Linked DNA regions of Mus musculus: regions 1 and 3 are each linked to region 2. The links are chromatin contacts, called in public HiChIP or PLAC-seq maps. All regions are on one chromosome and are shown on one strand. Each heading gives the region's core, a stretch centred on a gene start, on an enhancer-like site or on the middle of the called end of the contact. The rest is flanking DNA. Distances are from core to core; before and after follow the strand shown. Region 1 has its middle 17 kb from the start of I0C0044D17Rik. Region 2 has its middle 18 kb from the start of L1td1. Region 3 has its middle 33 kb from the start of I0C0044D17Rik.

What was found. HiChIP or PLAC-seq counts read pairs in DNA pulled down with a chosen protein or histone mark.
Region 1: a contact with region 2 is called in an H3K27ac HiChIP or PLAC-seq map of embryonic stem cells, with 10 read pairs. The contact joins two enhancer-like sites. A contact is called at or near these places in 1 of 39 promoter capture datasets (embryonic stem cells), 29 of 484 Hi-C or Micro-C datasets (8-cell embryo, embryonic fibroblasts, embryonic stem cells and 7 more), 6 of 115 datasets of contacts at active chromatin or transcription factors (embryonic stem cells and trophoblast stem cells) and 4 of 9 other capture datasets (adipose tissue, embryonic stem cells, liver and 1 more).
Region 3: a contact with region 2 is called in an H3K27ac HiChIP or PLAC-seq map of embryonic stem cells, with 6 read pairs. The contact joins two enhancer-like sites. A contact is called at or near these places in 14 of 484 Hi-C or Micro-C datasets (the BV-2 cell line, cerebellar granule neurons, embryonic fibroblasts and 8 more), 3 of 115 datasets of contacts at active chromatin or transcription factors (all in embryonic stem cells) and 2 of 9 other capture datasets (adipose tissue and pancreatic islet).

Annotation. Positions count from the first base shown.
Region 1 is chr4:98,839,009-98,842,372 of GRCm38.p6, forward strand. No RefSeq gene overlaps it. Among named protein-coding and RNA genes, the nearest start is that of I0C0044D17Rik, 17 kb to the left of the region's middle. Within about 2 kb of position 1,718, at least 15 of the 459 cell types and tissues checked have an H3K27ac peak or open chromatin away from gene starts, as enhancers often do. A contact at or near this core is called in embryonic stem cells, where this site is marked.
Region 2 is chr4:98,742,766-98,746,191 of GRCm38.p6, forward strand. No RefSeq gene overlaps it. Among named protein-coding and RNA genes, the nearest start is that of L1td1, 18 kb to the left of the region's middle. Within about 2 kb of position 1,271, at least 34 of the 459 cell types and tissues checked have an H3K27ac peak or open chromatin away from gene starts, as enhancers often do. A contact at or near this core is called in embryonic stem cells, where this site is marked.
Region 3 is chr4:98,854,669-98,858,510 of GRCm38.p6, forward strand. It overlaps the pseudogene Gm12851. Among named protein-coding and RNA genes, the nearest start is that of I0C0044D17Rik, 33 kb to the left of the region's middle. Within about 2 kb of position 2,538, at least 32 of the 459 cell types and tissues checked have an H3K27ac peak or open chromatin away from gene starts, as enhancers often do. A contact at or near this core is called in embryonic stem cells, where this site is marked.

The DNA.
Region 1 (3,364 bases), core at 468-2,967, 97 kb after region 2:
ATTCCCTCTACTTACCGCTTACTGGCTTGCTTCCCCTAGCTTACTCAGTCTGCTTCCTTATAGAACCCAGACCGCCAGCCCAGGGATAGCACCACCCACCAGGGGCTGTACAACTTCTTCCCCATTGATCACTAATTGAGAAAATGCCTTACAGCTGGATCTCATGGAGGCATTTCCTCAACTGAGGCTCCTTTCTCTCTGATGACTCTAGCTTGTGCCAAACTGACACACAAATTTAGCCAGTGCATGAGTTCTTTTGAAATCGCCTGGTTCTGTTTCCTGCATTTAAAATAATAAACATTAACACATTCTGGGAAAGGTCTATAGATCTGCCCAGGCTATCAAAGTACCTAGCACAAAAGTATGTAAGAACCTTACACTGAGTTGATAACTCATCCGCTAATCCTACAATTTGAGAGGCAGAGGCTCGATGAATTCCAAGACAGTCTGGGCTATAAAGTCAGATCCTGTGTTAAGAATGATTAAGCCGGGCTGGAGAGATGGCTCAGTGGTTAAGAGCACTGACTGCTCTTCCAGAGGTCCTGAGTTCAAATCCTAGCAACCACATGGTGGCTCACAGCCATCTGTAATGAGATCTGACGCCCTCTTCTGGTAGGTCTGAAGACAGCTACAGTGTACTTACATATAATAAATACATAAATCTTTAAAACGTGGGTGGGAAAGAATAATAATTAAGCCAAGTGTGATGGTGCATTTAAAGACCATAAATGCTAACTATCAGTCATCAATTCAGTCATCAATGGGAGGAGAGGCCCTTGATCCTGTGACGGGGAATGCCAGGGCCAGGAAGAAGGAATGGGTGGGTTGGTGAGCAGGAGAAGCAGGGGAGGCGATAGGGGGTTTCCGAAAGGAGGGGAAACCAGGAAAGGGGATAACATTTGAAATGTAAATAAAGAAAATATCTAATAAAAAAGTCGGTAAAATAAATAAATGTTAACTATATTTCAAGTTCTCTACAATGTAACATGGTTTGAAAATGCTGTGATTTCTCACATACTGCCAAAGATGATGGAGATGGCTAATTAATTTTGTGGGAGATGTCTGGGCTGAAGAGATGGCTCAGTTATTCAAGACTAGGCTCACAACCAAAAGTATAAGAAAATGAAGGTATCCAAAGTGTCTTCTCATTCATTCATTCATTCATTTATTCATTCATGTATTTATTGAGAACCTACTATCTGCCTGGCATTGCAAAGGCAGGAAAGGCAGCTTTGGCCTTCATTGATTTTTTTCATCCTTGCTTTGAGAATGATGACAGATCAATTGTCACCATTGGCAATAGTCACTTCCAATAAAGTCACTGCAAGCACTGACTTGCAAAGGCTGCAAGTGTCTCCTGGGGGAAACCAAGATTAGTGTCCCTGTCACAATGTTTTCATCAAGTGACAAACACACAACACTGCCTTGTGTGTTTCAGATAAAAGATACCTCCTTCAACGTACCTCGTTTTGTTAGCAGTGAACTGAAAGAGCGCTAAGGTCTGAACAAAGCCGGCCCAACACTCACTCACTTTCTAGAAGGTACTTATGGTGTCCCTACACTTCAGCACAGTGCTTCAGCCCAACCCTCTGGCGGCTTCAATAGGGGAATCAACGACAAAAAACACAAAGAGGCAAAACCCTCAGCTCCAGACACTTCACAGAAGGGCACAGCTCCACACAATGGAAGCTAAACCAACTGGCAGAGCTGCACACCTCCACACAATGGGAGCTAAACCAAGAGGCAGAGCCGAGCTTGACCTCTGCTGAGAGGGTCTGCATCCACTGACTCCCACTCTTTGCCGTGAGGTGTATCCAATCGACCTCAGTCAGAGTGCTGCAATGATTTGTTTTCCGGCTGTAAATACACTTTAGAGAGTAGGTTAATTCATAAAGCCCATGCACAATGTGGGCTGAGCAGGGCTTTAGAGCATCGTAGGATGGTGCTCAGCGGGATGGAGAAAAGCACAGAGTACCGGTGCTGTGGGTCCCCGCGTGGCTTGCATTATGAAGGACAAAGCAAACAGGGTTCATTTGGAACTTGGGTTTTGGTGGAAAAGAGAGAGGGGCAGAGGCTTTTGTCGTAAGTGGCTGTGCACCTGGTGTACTATTTCTGGAGACAGAAGAATCCTTAGTAAGCACCAGGTTTGTACCATAGGCACTGAAACTTCAAAATGGAACATACCAACCTGTTCTACCCAGAGCTGCCCTTTCAAGGTCCTAGGGTCTTTCGTTAAACTGGCTGGCCTTAGGGCAGAAAAAGAACTGCTTTGACCTCAAAATGGTCCATAATGACCTAAGGTGGGCAAGACTTTCTGGTAATTGTGGGATACTCCCCTTCTTCCATAGGATTTCCATTGCCTGAGTTGCTTCTAAAAATACTGCCTGCTACTGGGATGCCTGCATGTGTTAATTTAGACCACCCCTGAGATGGCAGAGGATGATTGACAGCCATGCTGTGACTCTACACAAAAGAAAAAGTCATCACAGACCACATGAAGCTCAAGAAGAAGGAAGGCCAGCCGGGCGTGGTGGCGCACGCTTTTAATCCCAGCACTTGGGAGGCAGAGGCAGGCGAATTTCTGAGTTCGAGGCCAGCCTGGTCTACAAAGTGAGCTCCAGGACAGCCAGGGCTACACAGAGAAACCCTGTCTCGAAAAGAAGTGCATGCTGTGTCTTCTGAGAGGCTCTGCCAGTGCCTGACAAATACAGAGGTGGATGCTCCAAGCCAACCACTCGACCCAGGGTCCTCAATGGAGGAGTTAGAGAAAGGACTGAAGGACCTGAAGGACCGTTTGCAACCCTGTAGGAAGAACAACAACAAAGTGAGTCCTGGAACTCACTTTGTAGACCAGGCTGGCCTTGAACTCAGAAATCTGCCTGTCTCTGCCTCCCAAGTGCTGGGATTAAAGGCGTGCACCACCTCCGCCCGGCAGTTTGGTTTCTTAAAAACAAACAAACAAACAAACAAAAAAACCAAATATTCTAAGAATGTGTTTTCGTTTTTATCCCAGGTGTGGGATATGGAACTGCTTCAGATTAACAACAGCTGACTATGATTTGTCTTGTGCTCTAGCAGGGACATAATTTTGCCAGTTGCAAATAGTTTCTGTGATTGTGCGTAAATGGAATTCTCGGGACATTTCTGAGGGTATATAAATATATAGAGCCCTGAGAGGCAGGGGGGGAGTTGGTGGTGGTGGTCACTGTTGGTCATTGTTGGTTGCAGTTTGCTAAGAAGTAGTGCACAAAGAAGAAACAACAAGAAGAAATTAGATATCCTGACTGCTAAGGTCAAACTTGCCCCCAAGGAACTGGATGCCCCTAAACAGCAGGAAATAGTCTAATGATAATATCACCCCCTT
Region 2 (3,426 bases), core at 21-2,520:
CAGTGGTTAAGAGCACTCGCTGCTCTTCCAGAGGTCCTGAGTTCAATTCCCAACAACCACATGGTGGCTCACAACTATCTGTAATGAGATCCAATGCCCTCTTCTGAAGACAGCTACAGTTTACTCATATACATAAAATAAAATAAATAGATAAATCTTTTTAAATTTTTAAGATTTAAATTACGGCCTGTTTTATTTGTTTATCTGTATGTGTGCACATGTGTGTCTGTGCCCTGAGAGGCCAAAAGAGAACACCGAATCCCTGATGCTGGTGGGCCAGGCAGTTGTGAGCCACCTAAAGTGGGTGCTGTGAGGTGAGCCTGGGTCTTCTGCACGAAAGACAAGCCCTCTTAACCCTGGAGCCATCCCTCCAGCCTTGACGTTCCATGTTCTAAATCTTCATGGTGGAGAAGAGCGTGCCTGTGCAAAGGCCGGCGTCTGACTTCAGGGAGACTTGAGAGCTCACTTGCTGATTATGATCCCCTTTTAACCCGATCCTGTGAATATTTCAGTGAAGCTCTAATGCAGTTATAACAGAAAACAACAGATTTATGTTGAGCTACAGACAAAGCTACAGCAATAAAAATCAAAGGCACTAATATAGTCTTATTCATGATCTTGTTTTTCTGGAATCCAATACTTGCACACAGCATGATATAGTCCTGACTGTTCCTCTGAATGCTTCCTGCCTCCCAGAGACCCAATCCTTGCAGAGATTTATCTTCTGAAAACAACAGGCAGTTTTGACTGGGAAAGAAGCAACAGTCTAAAATATACCGGCAGTAACGTTCTCTTCTTATCCTCTCCAAATTAAAACACACAATTCAGCTGTATCTGAGAACATATGGACTCTCCCCAAATCTATTGTTTGAAATATTTCTAGTCTGTTAGCTATTTACTGGGAAATTATCACCACAGCAACCTTATACAACACTCACAAGTTCTCAAGGCAAAAGAGCCTTGAAGGTCACTCAGGGTGTGTGTGTGTGTGTGTGTGAGAGAGAGAGAGAGAGAGAGAGCTGAAGCTGGTCTCTCTTCTGCAGCCACATATGTCATTAGTCAGAGCCCTCTTCCTTCCCTTAGAGGAGCAGGCCTCTGTTCAGAACAGAGCCCAGTTCACAACAGGCAATGCTGGGGGAAGTTGAGATTTGTTTGTCGGGCCAATGCTAAACTGGAACCTGAGGAGAGAAGGGCCTGTTCTTCCCGGAGCCTTCCTCCCACCAGCGCTTCCATTCCGCCCCTGGCATTCCGTCCCGGGTATTAGGAGTGCAGGAGGAATGTGGTTTCACCCAGACCTTCAACCTCTTGCTTTTCAACCCAGCGATATCCCCAGCTCAGTGCTGCCTTGCCTTGGCTGCTGCCTGCATACTCTAGTCCTAGCTCTCCATTTTCCCCAGGGCTCCAATCCTTGCATCCCTTTCAAAGGTTTCTTTTCTTCTTCCTCCTCTATCTTCGAACCATCAGGGCTTTCATCCCCCAAACTTCCACATCCATCCTGACTTTCTTTGGGTCAAATTCCAACCCAACAACTAACTCAGAACATTTAAAAATATAAGCCTGCATATCGTTCAGTCTAAATAATTTGCACATATGTGTTTCTTTGATTTGGCTTGGAACTCACCAAGGAGCCAAGGATGGTCTTGAACTCCTGACCCACCCTGTCTCTACTTCCCAAGTGCTATGATTTCAGAGGTGGGCCACTCTACCAGCTTTAGGAAACTACAGATTTTGAAGCCAATTCTAGAGTCTAGAATCAAGTTTAAACTTTGAATGCTACCACCAAAGGCCTTCAGGGCCTGCTACACCTGTTTCCCTAGAAACTGACTCCTTGGCTCCTTGGTGAGTTCCAAGCCAGCTTTGGCTACATGAAACTGTCCCTGTCCCTCCCTCTGTTGATTTTTCTTGAGTAAAGAGCATATGCAGACAGTTATGAAAACTTCATGAGGTTTCAAACATTATACAGTGAAGTCTCCTGTCCCCTCCTTCCCCAGCCCCTCCTCAGAGAGGACACTGATCCAGCATGGGTCTCTCTCCTTGCTTTCCACAGGAGGCTACTCTCTAGCAGCTCCAGCAGCACTGGGAACTTGCTAGAATGCAAACTCTCAGGCCCAATACAGACTCAAGGATGGGAATCTGCACTTTAACAAGACTTCCTGATGATCTGTGTGGACACTAGACTTCAAGATACAGTTGCTACCACTATGGTAATCAGTGAGGGATTAAGATATCCAAGGACCAACATATGGTCGTATATAGCCTGGTCTACAGTCCCAGCACATGAGAGGTGGAGGCAGGAATTGCTGTGAGTTTGAGGCAAGCTAGGAACAAATGATAAGGCAGGAAAAAGAGAAATATAATAAACATAAATAAAATAAATAAATATAATAATCTATATTTTAAAATGTCCCAAAAATTTTCCTGCAGAACTTAAAACCCTACATCTTCTCACTGAGCTGGAGTCTAGGAGTCTATGAAGTCACAGCACTGGGGACCCAAGCCAGGATCCCAGGAGAGAGTTCCTTCCTCCAACCACTGAGGCAATGCAAGGCTCAGGCATCTGGCCCGTGAACAGAGGCCCCTTTCTTTCAAGAAATGCTGAAACACAGGCATTTGACATCACAACTGTCCCTGTCTCAAACACTCTGTTCTAAGGGATGCCTCCCACAGACCTGCAAGTCAGACGTTGCCTTAACCTTCAGCTCCTGGAAAAGCTGTGCTTTAAGCAATGTCTTCTGTGGTCAGCCACTCTGTCCCTAGCCTGGGGCACTAGTAGGGGGCAAGAAAAGATCTGGATGTATGGCAGTGGAATTTTTAATGGAGCCTGTCTTAGGAATTTCATGGCTATGAAGAAACAAAACTTCCAAAGCAAGTTGGAAAGGAAAGGGTTTATTTTATTTGGCCTGCATTTCCACATCATAGTCTGCCAGTGAAGAAAGTCAGGGCAGGAACTCAAACAGGACAGGAACCTAGAGGCAGGAACTGATGCGGAGGCCATGGAGGGTCGCTGCCTGCTGGCTTGTCTGTTCTTCATGGCTGGCTCAACCTGCTTTCTTATAGGACCAAGAAGAACCAGCCTGGGGTGGCCATGCCCACAATGGACTGGACCTTCCGCAATCAATCACTAATTAAGAAAAAGCCATGAAGGCTTGCCTGCAACTTGATCTTATGGAGGGATTTTCTGAGCTGAGGTTCTATTCCCCTCAGATGACCATAGCTTGTGTCAAGCTGTCATGAATCTAACCTGATTAGCTGGTTTGTAATTCTGAACCTGTGTGGTCCTGGGATGAGTTATTCAACTCTCTTTGCTTCTGTTTCTTCAAATGGAAGATGGAAAAAATATTAGCACTTAACCATATCTGAAGCTTTTATCAAATTTTGTTGTTGTTTTGGATTGTTTGTTTGTTTGTTTGTTTGTTTGTTTGTTTA
Region 3 (3,842 bases), core at 1,288-3,787, 110 kb after region 2:
GACACTGGTGTTTGAAAAATTTGAATAAAGAGTTTCCATAAATTCCTGATGTTTTCCTTTTAAAAAATTGTGTGTGTGTGTAGAGGTCAAAGGACAACTTTCCTGGAGTTGGGTCATCAGGGCTTGGTGGCAAAAGCCCTTACCATCTCTCTGGCCAATGATGTTGTAAATTTTTTTTTATTATTTCTATTAATTTATTACTGTTTTATATTCATAAGTGTTTTGACTGTATGTATATCTATACATCACATGCATGCCTAGTACCTGTGGAGGCTAGGAGAGAGTGCCAAATCCCCTGGAATTAGAGTTACATGTTGTGAGCTACCACATGGGCTCTGGGACTTAAACCTGACTCCTCCCTAAGAACAGCAGCTAGCGCTCTTAACCACCGAGTGAGTCACCTCTCCAGCCCTGCTTATATAATTCTTTTTGCAGAAGGAAGGTTTAAGACAGGGTTTCTCTGTGTAGCACTGGCTGTCCTGGAACTTGCACTATATATGAGGCTGGCCTCGAACTTACAGAGATCCACCTGCATCTGCCTCCCAAGTGCTGTAATGAAAGGCATGTGCCGGGGCTGGCGAGATGGCTCAGTGGTTAAGAGCGCCGACTGCTCTTCCGAAGGTCCTGAGTTCAAATCCCAGCAACCAGATGGTGGCTCACAGCGAGATCCGACGCCCTCTTCTGGTGTGTCTGAAGTCAGCTACAGTGTACTTACATATAATAAATAAGTATTTAATAAAAAAAAAAAGGCATGTGCCACCACTGCTGGCCATTGATACAATTATTAAAACTGCTTGCTAAGTGTGGAACATTAAAGTAAAATGTTATCAAAAGTAGTGCAGCCGGGCGTGGTGGATTGCCAGAGCTACACAGAGAAACCCTGTCTCAAAAAAAAAAAGTAGTGCATTTGCTGCCAGTGGAGGAATCTGGAGACAACCTTCAGAAATTGCACCGTAAAAGGACCATCAGCCTTGGACCTCAGGTGGCTGAAGGAGGGAATGTGTTTGTTGCCTGCCACATCTTTGACACATCAGTAACACCCTTCTGGCAAGAAACTGTCTGCCTAGTGACTGGCAGAATGAAGGCAAAGGCTGACAGAGACGAGTCCTCCCGGTATGCAGCCATGTTGGCTTCCCCAGATGTGGTCTAGAGGTACAAGGAGCTGGGATCACTGCCCTGCATAGCAAACTCTGGGCCACAGGAGAAAACAGGACCAAGACTCCTGGACCTGGAGCCCAGTCAGCTCTCAGTGCTTGCTTGTTCTGGGATGAAGACTGGGCCAATTGAGAATGTCCCCCCATCCCTACTATCCCTACTGACAGCACTAGAAGAAAGGGGGGGGGATCGTCGTGGTCACCTTCTGTGAACAGGACTTCTCAAATAATTTTCTGTTAATAAATTGCTTTGTGCAAGCTTTAAAAACAAAAGTAGTACATTTGCTTTACTAACAAGAGACTGGGTTTTAAATCGTGAACTTTATATTTAAAAAAAATTTAATTGCATTTATTGATTGTGTGTCCATCTGTGTGTGTGTGTGTGCATGAGCATTCATGCTGTGGCATGTATATAGAAGTCAGAGGATAACTTGTAAGGGTCAGAGCTCTCCTTCTCTCAGGTGAGTTGCAGGGATTGAACATAGGACATCAGGTTTGCCAGAAAGCAACTTACCCACTGAGTCGTCTCAACAGCCATAGTCATGCATCTCTCTCCCTCTCTCGCTCTCTCACCCCGTTACTCTTTGGATCTTGATAGTTTCTATTCAACATGTAACTTTCTATTATGTGGTAGATTCAAGGGATGTGGAAACAAAACAGAAAAACCTGACCTTTCCCATGTAAAGTTTACACTTGATTGAGATGGTAATTATATAAATGTAACCTGTGTGCTTCACCAAAGCATCACTCGTGGGCAGACAGTGCCACAGTCCTTCCGGAAATGTCCTCACCGCTTCTTTCTTAATGTGCCTTCTATCCCTACAGTGCACCCCACAGCCACAGGACGCAACATAGAGCCCACCGTTCAAGATGACTCTGCGACTGCGCAGACGGGAATTGAATGAGAAATGGCGGTGATTTCTTTCTTCCTTTCTTTTTTAATCACTAAAGCATTTTTCATCTTGAAAAGCAATAAAGTCTCTGCAGAAGCGGAGCTCTCAAACCTCTCTCTTTTGCTCATTATGGAGATATGCATCTAAGGAACTTTGGACCGAGTTCTGGGGCAGCTCTTTTGAAATTCGAACAAAAAGGAATTTGTTTCTGAGCTCACAAAGGCTTGTCTGGAAGTTCCATTAATTTTAATAATAATTTCCAATTAATTCCTTAGTCATTTCCTGATTTTCTGAAATAATTTGCTTTCAAAGTGGCAACCCTTAACGTTGGGGGGTAACGGAGAATGCTATGACTGATTCTCTAAGCTCAACTTTTGCCCGTTTATGAGAATGCAAAACTGGAAGCCTGGGCCTGGGTTATGATGCGTCATTTGCAAAGTCTATTTGTGGACTAAAGAGGCCCAGCGCTCCCGAGGGATATTAAGCATCTAGTGACACAGGAATGATCCAGGTGCTCCTCCTGGCTGAGGCCCAAGACCTGATAGCACAGGGGATATCAGTAAGGCCAAGGTGGGAACAAATCCAAATTCTCTGGCCCAGCCTGTCAAGGGAATCCAAGCCCCATAGTAAGGCTGGGGAAGATAAGTTGTGATGAGGGGGTGGGGTAGGGAGTACTCAGCAACTGTCTTCCTTGACCTTGGTAGCCGGTGACCACGTCACCAGTGGCCCCTCCCTCTGTGGCCCGGACAGCCTCTACCCCTTAGGGTATTATTACTTGCCTACTTGGACCTGCCAAGGCTCTCGAAACCTCGAAACTATTCTGGGTGCAGCTGGTGCCTACACCCTCAGCTTCAATAGACACTGTGCATAGTTTTCTGCTGTTAAATAAGGTGACTGTACATTTTTAGAAAATAAGGAAATGCCTCAACCCATGGGCTAATAAACTAGTCTCTAGTCTGTAAAAGGAATTTCCCAGAAAGCCCTCCTGTAAAGTGAGCTTTCCTGATAAGCAGGAGCAGATTTAACACGAAGCCAGCAATGCTCCAGCTACCAAGCCTTTTATTGCCTACAGAGACTCCTTAAAGCCGTTGGACCTAACAGTGTACTTATGTGACCAACCTGCTCTTGTTCATTTGCTCTTTCTTTTATTCAAAAGTCTGGCCGGGCATGGTGTCGCACGCCTTTAATCCCAGCACTCGGGAGGCAGAGGCTGGCGGATTTCTGAGTTCAAGGCCAGCCTGGTCTACAGAGTGAGTTCCAGAACAGCCAGGGCTACACAGAGAAACCCTGTCTCGAAAAACCAAAAATAAATAAATAAATAAATAATAAATAACTGGATAGACGCCACTTTGCAGTCTACATGAAATACTCTATGTAGTCATCAATACATAATGACATGAAGACGAGACAAATGTATCAGACTCTTGGTGGAATTTACACCACCACCTACAGTCTTACCAAAACTAAAATAAAAAAGTCATCTAAGTGAATAAAAACCAAACCTGATTCTCATCAAGCATCTTTCTCAGTGACAGAAACGGCAGGAGAGGAAGAAAAGATGGTAGAGTGTGGTGAGAATTCATCAGCAAACCCCAGTCTGAGAGCCACCCACAGGAAGAGCAACTCAGTTTCCTTAGCAAGTCAATTGCGGAGGAGTTTAGAAAGGGGAGGGGCTGAGGAGAACTGGTGATTTGCAGGCAACTTAAAAGAAATAATCAATGTAATGATGGGTTCTGATTCTAGACAAGCACTTGAAAGTATTTTAGGGCTGAAGGAAAGCCCACAGCAATTACTG